Linked DNA regions of Sus scrofa: region 2 is linked to region 1. Evidence: chromatin contacts called from public HiChIP or PLAC-seq data. All regions are on one chromosome and are shown on one strand. The core of a region is the stretch at or near the end of the contact, and the rest is flanking DNA. Distances in the headings are between cores, read along the strand shown. Region 1 has its middle 200 kb from the start of IRF2BP2. Region 2 overlaps LOC106505999 (a long non-coding RNA gene).

Evidence for each region. HiChIP or PLAC-seq counts read pairs in DNA pulled down with a chosen protein or histone mark.
Region 2: an H3K27ac HiChIP or PLAC-seq map of alveolar macrophages shows a contact between it and region 1. The contact joins two enhancer-like sites. A contact is called at or near these places in 5 of 47 Hi-C or Micro-C datasets (alveolar macrophages, blood, embryonic fibroblasts and 1 more) and 2 of 2 datasets of contacts at active chromatin or transcription factors (alveolar macrophages and skeletal muscle).

What each region holds. Positions count from the first base shown.
Region 1 is chr14:56,343,079-56,346,886 of Sscrofa11.1, reverse strand. No RefSeq gene overlaps it. Among named protein-coding and RNA genes, the nearest start is that of IRF2BP2, 200 kb to the left of the region's middle. Within about 2 kb of position 1,971, at least 12 of the 83 cell types and tissues checked have an H3K27ac peak or open chromatin away from gene starts, as enhancers often do. A contact at or near this core is called in alveolar macrophages, where this site is marked.
Region 2 is chr14:56,395,290-56,399,097 of Sscrofa11.1, reverse strand. It overlaps LOC106505999 (a long non-coding RNA gene), which reads left to right. Exons shown (of 3, transcript XR_002338582.1): 3 at 961-1,190. Among named protein-coding and RNA genes, the nearest start is that of IRF2BP2, 150 kb to the left of the region's middle. Within about 2 kb of position 1,812, at least 10 of the 83 cell types and tissues checked have an H3K27ac peak or open chromatin away from gene starts, as enhancers often do. A contact at or near this core is called in alveolar macrophages, where this site is marked.

The DNA of each region.
Region 1 (3,808 bases), core at 722-3,221:
TGTGGCGAAGCTGGAGTATCACATGGCTGTTCAAAGGGAGGAGTTCCGGCAGAGTTGCAGCTTGCTTTTGCTTTTGTGTAAAAAGAAAGGATTGATACATGCTTGTTCGTAAACATAGAATATTTCTGAACAGATTTACCCACACTGTCAATGACCTTGCTTATCCATGCTGGGCTGGTAGGGGTGGGGGCACCCAGCTTAGGGGGAGGCTTTGAAGCGCCACTTCCTAGCTGTCTCTGGGTTGGCAATGTTTGCAGTCACCTAACTGCTTTGATAACCAGAGCTTTTTGAATACTAGAAGACAATGGGAAAATATTTGAAAACCTGTGTCAGGGCCCCAGGAATATTAGTTCATGAGACATATGTTGGAGTGAGAGGTTCATTTGCATTTACATAATAATCACGATACATAATACTATTACATAATAATCATTACGACATATAGTTGTATTTACATAATAATGATCATACAGAAGGCGTATTGCATAATAAGCATTATGAAAGCCTGGGCAGCAGCACTGGCACGGACCCAGCATTCCCAGTAGCTGGGCAGGGTCGAGACTGGACAGCCCTCACCCCCGCCTCTGAGGAAAAAGAGCCCCTCCCTCTCCTGATGGCTGCAGGGGTTGTGTCAAGGGTTGAATTGCTCACATGCCAGCTCTGATCCCCACAAGAACTCTTGAAGGTAGGTTCTGTCTCTGTTTAACAGATAAGGAAACTGAGGCTGTAGCAGCTTAGCCCATTATCACGCTAGAGACACTGTCCAGCCACACGCTCCCTTTCCCACTATAGGGGGTTCCATACCCCAGGTCTCCAGGGCAAAAAACCTTGAATGGAAGCGATTTCAGGCTGATGTAGTAAGATATAGCCTGTCACCTTCTCCTTCCGTGCAGGGGTCCCCAAGGCTCCAGGGGGTAACAAAGCCATAAGCTGGAAGGAGCTGAGCTTCCCTAATCAGCCCTGAACTGGCCAGAACCATCAGTCCTTTTTTTGTGCTTTTTAGGGCCACACTCAAGGTGCATGGAGGTTCCCATCCTAGGGGTCCAATGGGAGCTCCAGCTACCAGCCACAGCAACTGGGGATCTGAGCCACATCTGCAACCTACACCACAGTTCATGATAATGCCCAATCCTTAACCCACTGAGGCCAGGGATCAAACCCACAACTTCATGGTTCCTAGTCGGATTCGTTTCCGCTGTTCCATGACAGGAACTCCAGAACTATCCATCTTAAGGCTCTGAAATCATAGGGTTTATTTGTTCCCTAAGTAATGCAATCACTAAAAGATAGCATTGGACACCTTTGGGTTACAAAGGATGAAAGGTAGGGCTAGGATACTGGGGCCATAAGCCTACAAATCTGTGCCCTGATTCCACACAGACATGCCCTCCAAACCAAACTGTATATCCACTAGGGCCTGATCCAGCCTCCAGCCCAGAGCAGGCCGTGGAGGAAGCCAATGGAGAAACTAGAGTTGTCAGAGCAGTTAGCTCCCTGGGCCATGTAACACCTCCTCAGAAGATGCTCTGAGGGTAAAAGTGGCCTTGCAGACAGACTGTCATGGCCAGCAGTTCCCCAGCAGCATCACCAGGAATCTCTGTGCTGGGGAGGGTCCCGATCCTAGCTTCACCTCAGTCCCCCTCCAGCACCCAGCTCAGAGGTGCTCAGTGGAACCCAACACGAGCCCCCACCGAGGGGTGGGCCTGGTGGGAGGGGCTGCCTTCTTGCGCAGCCCTGCGGCTGAGCGCAGTGGGGTGTGCACTGATAACCCTCCAAAGAAGGGGAAAGGAGCAAGGAGAGAGGGTTTGAGTGGTCCCCAGTGACACTGGGAGAGAAACGTGTGGAAAGGAAGATCCATCTTTGAGCAGTTCATTAACCCCTGCTCTGCCGGACCACACAGCTTCCAAGGCCCCATCTGTGAGGAGGGTGCTGGAGACGGACTTCGCATCAGGGTGAGGGCCACAGGAGTGAGCGAGGACCCTGTCACCTCCCACTGCCTGACTTCCACGAAGACAACAGGGCTGTCCAGTGGTCAGAAAACAGAAGTGAGGCCCCGAACCTCAGGGACAAATGAGGAAGTGCCCAGTCAAAACCAATCAGAGTCCACTGGGGAATGAAAGCTGTGTGCTTATATGGTAAGCAGCAGAGAGGCACTTTTCTAATATTTTCCAAGACCTAAGCTTTTTTTTTTTTTTTTTTTTTTTTTTTTTTCAAAATCCTATACAAGGAAATGTTACACAGAGGCGCTGTTACAGCAATTGCTTCACCAAAGTTGCATCAATTTTCCGTGGCAATATTAGCATTTAACTACACCAGAGAACCAATAGAGATAAACATCCTGAAAACTCAAGCAATTAAGTACCTTTTTTGATTCTATGTTTCATTGACACATCCGTAAGATTGTGTTAAGAAATGAAATGAAATGTGTTAAGAAGAAAGGTAATTAGTAATATCATTTTAGGATAAAGTAACTCATTAAATTTTTTAAAGAGAATGAGTTTTTTTTTCCTTCTATTTTAGTTTTTGAAAGAGTTAGAATAGGCAGGAATATTTCCTTTTTAAAGTTATGTATCTTTTTTTTTTTTATTCTTTATTTATTTGTCTTTCTAGGGCCACACCTGAGGCATTTGGAAGTTCCCAGGCTAGGGGTCAAATTGGAGCTAGAGCTGCCTGTCACAGCCACAGCCACAGCAATGCCAGATCCAAGCCATGTCTGCAACCTACACCACAGCTTATGGCAACGCCATATCCTTAACCCACTGAGCAAAGCCAGGGATTGAACCCCTGTCCTTATAGTTACTAGTCGGGTTCGTACCACTGATCCATGAAGGGAACTCCGGTGTCTTTATTTTTTATGTATTTTTTTATTAAAGTATAGTTGGTTTACAATGTTGTGCCATTTTCGGCTGTACAGCAAAGTCATCCAGTAATACATATATATACACTCATTTTCTCATATTACCTTCCATCATGATCCAGCCCAAGAGATTGGACATGGTTTCCTGTGCTGTACAGTAGGTCCTCATTGCTTACCAATTCTAAATGTAATAGTTTGCATCTGCTAACCCCAAACTCTCAGTCCATCCCTCTCCCTCCCCCCCCCTTGGCAACCACAAGTCTATTCTCTATGTCCGTGAGTCTGTTTCTGTTTTCTATATGGGTTCGTTTGTGCCATATTTTATATCCCACATATAGGTGCTACTTAGCCATGAAAAAGAAGGAAATACTGGCATTTGCAGCAACATGGATGCAACTAGAGATTCTCAGACCAAAGGAAGTCAGTCAGAGAGAGATAGGTGGGAATATTTCTTGATTAAGTAGCATGAGTGAATTTATTAATGGTCTCATATTCTGGTTTCTAATAACACTGTTTTCTGTGTATTGCTTGATGTAGCAAATATCCTGACAACGGGATGTTTCCTCCTACTTGGAGGAGATATTCATGCTTGGTTCCAGGCTGTCTTCTGGGCTAAGGATACAACAGTGATCAGACCAGCCTGTGTAGATCTTATATTCTGGTGGAATAAGAAGCAGACCCGGAGTTCCCGTCGTGGCGCAGTGGTTAACGAATCCGACTAGGAACCATGAGGTTGTGGGTTCAGTCCCTGCCCTTGCTCAGTGGGTTAAGGATCCGGTGTTGCCGTGAGCTGTGGTGTAGGTTGCAGATGCGGCTCGGATCCCGAGTTGCTGTGGCTCTGGCCTAGGCCAGTGGCTACAGCTCTGATTCGACCCCTAGCCTGGAAACCTCCATATGCCGCGGGAGCGGCCCAAAGAAATAGCAAAAAGACAAAAAAAAAAAAAAAAAAAA
Region 2 (3,808 bases), core at 563-3,062, 52 kb before region 1:
GCACAGCTGCGGTGTCTGTGTGACCTTGAGCCTGTCCCTCCCCTGCACCTTTCACACCACTGGACAAGCAGTGAGCAGGATGCAAGGGTTCATGTTTATCGCTGGGACCAGAGTGCCCAGAGGGGAGGTGCCCGCATCCTGGTGAGAAGGTCAGCACTGGTAGCCACGGAGAGGCCGCCATTGATGCACAGGTGCCGGGAGGTTTGTGCCAGGGCCACTCCTTTCCAACTGCTTTGCTTCTTTGAAACGCTGAGGGCACATAACCTGGCCCCACTTTTTTTTTTTTTTTAAACCTGGCTCCACATTTTGCAGCTGGGCACCAGCAGGCTGTGTTCACAGAGTCACTTTTGACATCTTCCAGTTGCCTGGCTGCCTGACATCATGCCAGTCACCCGGGCTTCCCCAGCACCAGCCCAACACCCAGGCAGTTCTGGTTGTTTTCCAAAGGGATGTCCCCACCCTGTAGGGGTGGCCACAGTCAGCTGAGCCGTGGGCTCCGGGGGGCGGGCTCGGCAGCGGTGGCTGCACATGGTTCCTAAAGGGTAGGGAAACCAGGGGGCTCCGGGTCTCTGGAGAGGAACCGAGGCACTTCCCAGGTGGAGCGCTAGGCATGCTGACTTTCCATTCAGGCAGCAGTAAGATGGCTGCAGGGAGGCACGATTTAGGCTGTGGTCAATAACACGGAGCATCACCCAATTCTTCAAGCAGTTGCAAACCATATGTGGCTGTAAGGGTCTCAGGAATCTGTTTCTGTTTACTAAGTGCTCTCCCCAGGGTGGAGGGGCAGGGGCGTGGGTTAAGATGCTACATTCACCCCCAGGTATGGGGGGTACATAAACTTGGGTGATGCCCCTCAGTTCCAGAAAAGGAAGAGAGCACGGTACACACACCCTGTAGGCCAATCAGCCTGCCTGGCCATTGAGAATCTGATGACTTCAAATATCAAACCGTTTTGTGCAGAGTGGAGACCAAGAGAAAGAGGAGCCACCTGGACAGTGGCGAGAGCAAGCATGGTACCCAGATTTGTTTTAAGAGCTTGATGTGTGTTAACTTGTCTTATCTTCATAACAACACTCCAAGGTAAGTGCTATCTTTTCTTCTTTTTTTGTTTTTTGGGCCACACGTACAGCATGCAGAAGTTCCCAGGCTAGGGTTCAAATTGGAAGTGCACCTGCCTGCTTACACCACAGCCGCAGCAACCCAGGATTTGAGTATGTCTGCGACCTACACCACAGCTCACAGCAATGCTGGATCCTTAACCCACTGAGTGAGGCCAGGGATCGAACCCCTATCCTCATGGATACTAGTCGATTCGTTTCCACTGAGCCACAGTGGGAACTTCGGTAAGTGCTATCTGACCTCTGCTTTATAATGAGGAAACTGAGGCTGGTTAGAGAACACACCCAAGGTGACACAGCTCATGAGTGATGCCGCTGGGTTGGGAACACTTAAGGTGGTCCATAGTGGGAACACTTCTGACTTCGGGGACGATGTGTGTGATCTGGACACCAATTTGGATAAATACAGGACATCTTGCAAAGCCAAGAAGGAGGAATCTAAAGATGTCAGAAGCTGCCCTTCAGCTGAGGGAAAGGGAAATGCGGATGAATGAGATGTGCCAGGTTTCGAAGCTGCTTATCTCCCAGGAATCCTCTCTCCAGGTCTGAGTGGATGCTCTGAGATCTTCTTACGCCACCAGAATGAAGCTCACAAGTGCTGCAAAGATACAGCCACCCCCGAGCACTGTCCCTAGCCCCGTTGTGCAAGGGCCTCTTCCAGTGTACTGTGGCGGTCACTTTTGTGGTCACAGTTTCCAACTGCAAACAGAAGAGGAAACCACGTCAGGAAGAAGCACATTTTACAACCCCATGTTCAAGGGCGTAGGGGACCCTGATGCAGACAGAGCCTCGGAAGGCCTGGAAGGCTAGGGTGGGGCTGTTTCCGCAAAGGATGCGGTGTGTTGTGGGTGGGGGTGGCTCTGGGAGAACTAGGGGGAGGGCTGGCAAGGAGCAAAAGAGCGAGGGGGTGCCGAGGGGTGGGGGTGCCCTAGAAGCTGAACCCCGCTCTGAAGAGTCAGGCGCTTCCTTCCTCAGAGCCGGCCTCGAACCTGTGGAGTAATTCTGGAAAACTCCCAGGGCCATTTCCCAGGCCCTCTCTCTGGGCCTCCGCCAGCCTGAGGCCAGTGCCGAAGCATGTCGCCCCTTCAGCAGGTGACCCTCTGTCCCCCTGATGAAGTGGGCCAGGCTTTATCCCCGCAGGGCACAACAGGAGCCTTCTGTGGGATTCCTGCCTCTGCTGGGGCTGGTTCACCAAGGAATCTGCTGTGTATCTTGACTTGAGGCAGCAGGCATGTCAGGGGCAGATGGACAGGGATGCATCTGGGCCCTCGTGGAGCCAACAATGCTCTGAGATGATACCTGGTAGATTTGGGGGGTGGAGGGAGGCACTCTGATTAGAAGGCAGAAGTCTTAGTTTGGTCCCCAGCTCTGCAACTTGCAAGCTGAGACCAGGAGCACTCTGTCCTCAGAAAAACGAGGAAGATCGTGCCCATTCCACAGGAGTGTGTGGGTGTGACACGCACAGTTGATTCATTGATTCACCAAGTGTTTGAGCACCCTCTGTACCTGGAGCTCTGGCAGTGAAAGGGTTTGGGAATCAGAAGAGCACCCCACTGGCTGGAAGGGGGAAGGGGTGCTTGTCTCAGGAGCAGGGCTCCTGGGGTGACAGTGGGCAGAGGAGATGGCCTCCAGGGACATCTGCCTTAGCAGTGAGATGTGCACTCATTGGGGGCCTCCCACATCCAGGAAGTGCCAGGGAGTGTCCACACCTGGAGCCACCGCTCACCTGGCCATCAGGTGGCTCCCTGCTACCAGCTCCTGTGATGGCAGATGGTACCCTGTCTCTCAGCCTGGGCAGAAGGAGAGGCGAAAAACCCTGCCTGATCCAGCTCTTGTCCCAGAAGCCAGAGCCCCCAGCCCCGGTGAGGCCCCTGCCAGCAGTGGGTCCACTGTGCCAGCCCACCAGTTGGCTCAGAAGCAACCTGGCTGCATCAGTGTGCCTCACAGTGCTGATACGATGCTACAGGAAACCCACAGCTGCGGTTCAAGACAACCTCAGCAGAAAGCTGCCTGGTCTGGGAACTTACTGCTGGCCTGGATGCCACCTCAGAGACTGCCACCTTCTCAGGCTCCCGGTGGACCAGTGGGTGCTTGAGGATATGCTGGTAATTCAGAAACTGATGGAGATCTTCACTCTGGCCAGCACTGGCTCTCTCTCTCCCCCCTGTCTCGCTCGGCCCTATGGCATGGCTGACCAGGCACCTTCAGATGACCTGGCCTGCGACTCCTCAGAGGCCACCTCTTCTCTTGAGGCTACACCCACACCTGGAACGAGTGGTTTCACCTGAGTGCCAAGCTAAGCTCTGAAGCACCTGTCCAGGTAGGCAAAGGCAACTTTCCAGGACCATGAAACTAATGAGGCTCCTCAAAATTCACACCCACCCTTCGTCCTTTTTTTTTTTTTTCATTTTTTAAAGCTGTATTGAAGTGGAGCTGATTTACAAGGTGGTGATCATTTCAGCTGCACCGCAAAGTAATTCAGTTATATTTGTACCTACGTCCATTCTCTTTCAGAGTTTTGCCCACATAGGTTATCACAGAATATTGGCTAGAGTTCCCTGCACTATACAGCAGGTCCTGGTTGGCCGGTCATTCCATATACCTCAGTGTGCACATGCCAATCCCAAACCCTCGATCCATCCCTCCTCCCCACACACACCTGTCGCCTTTGGTAACCATAAGTTTGTTTT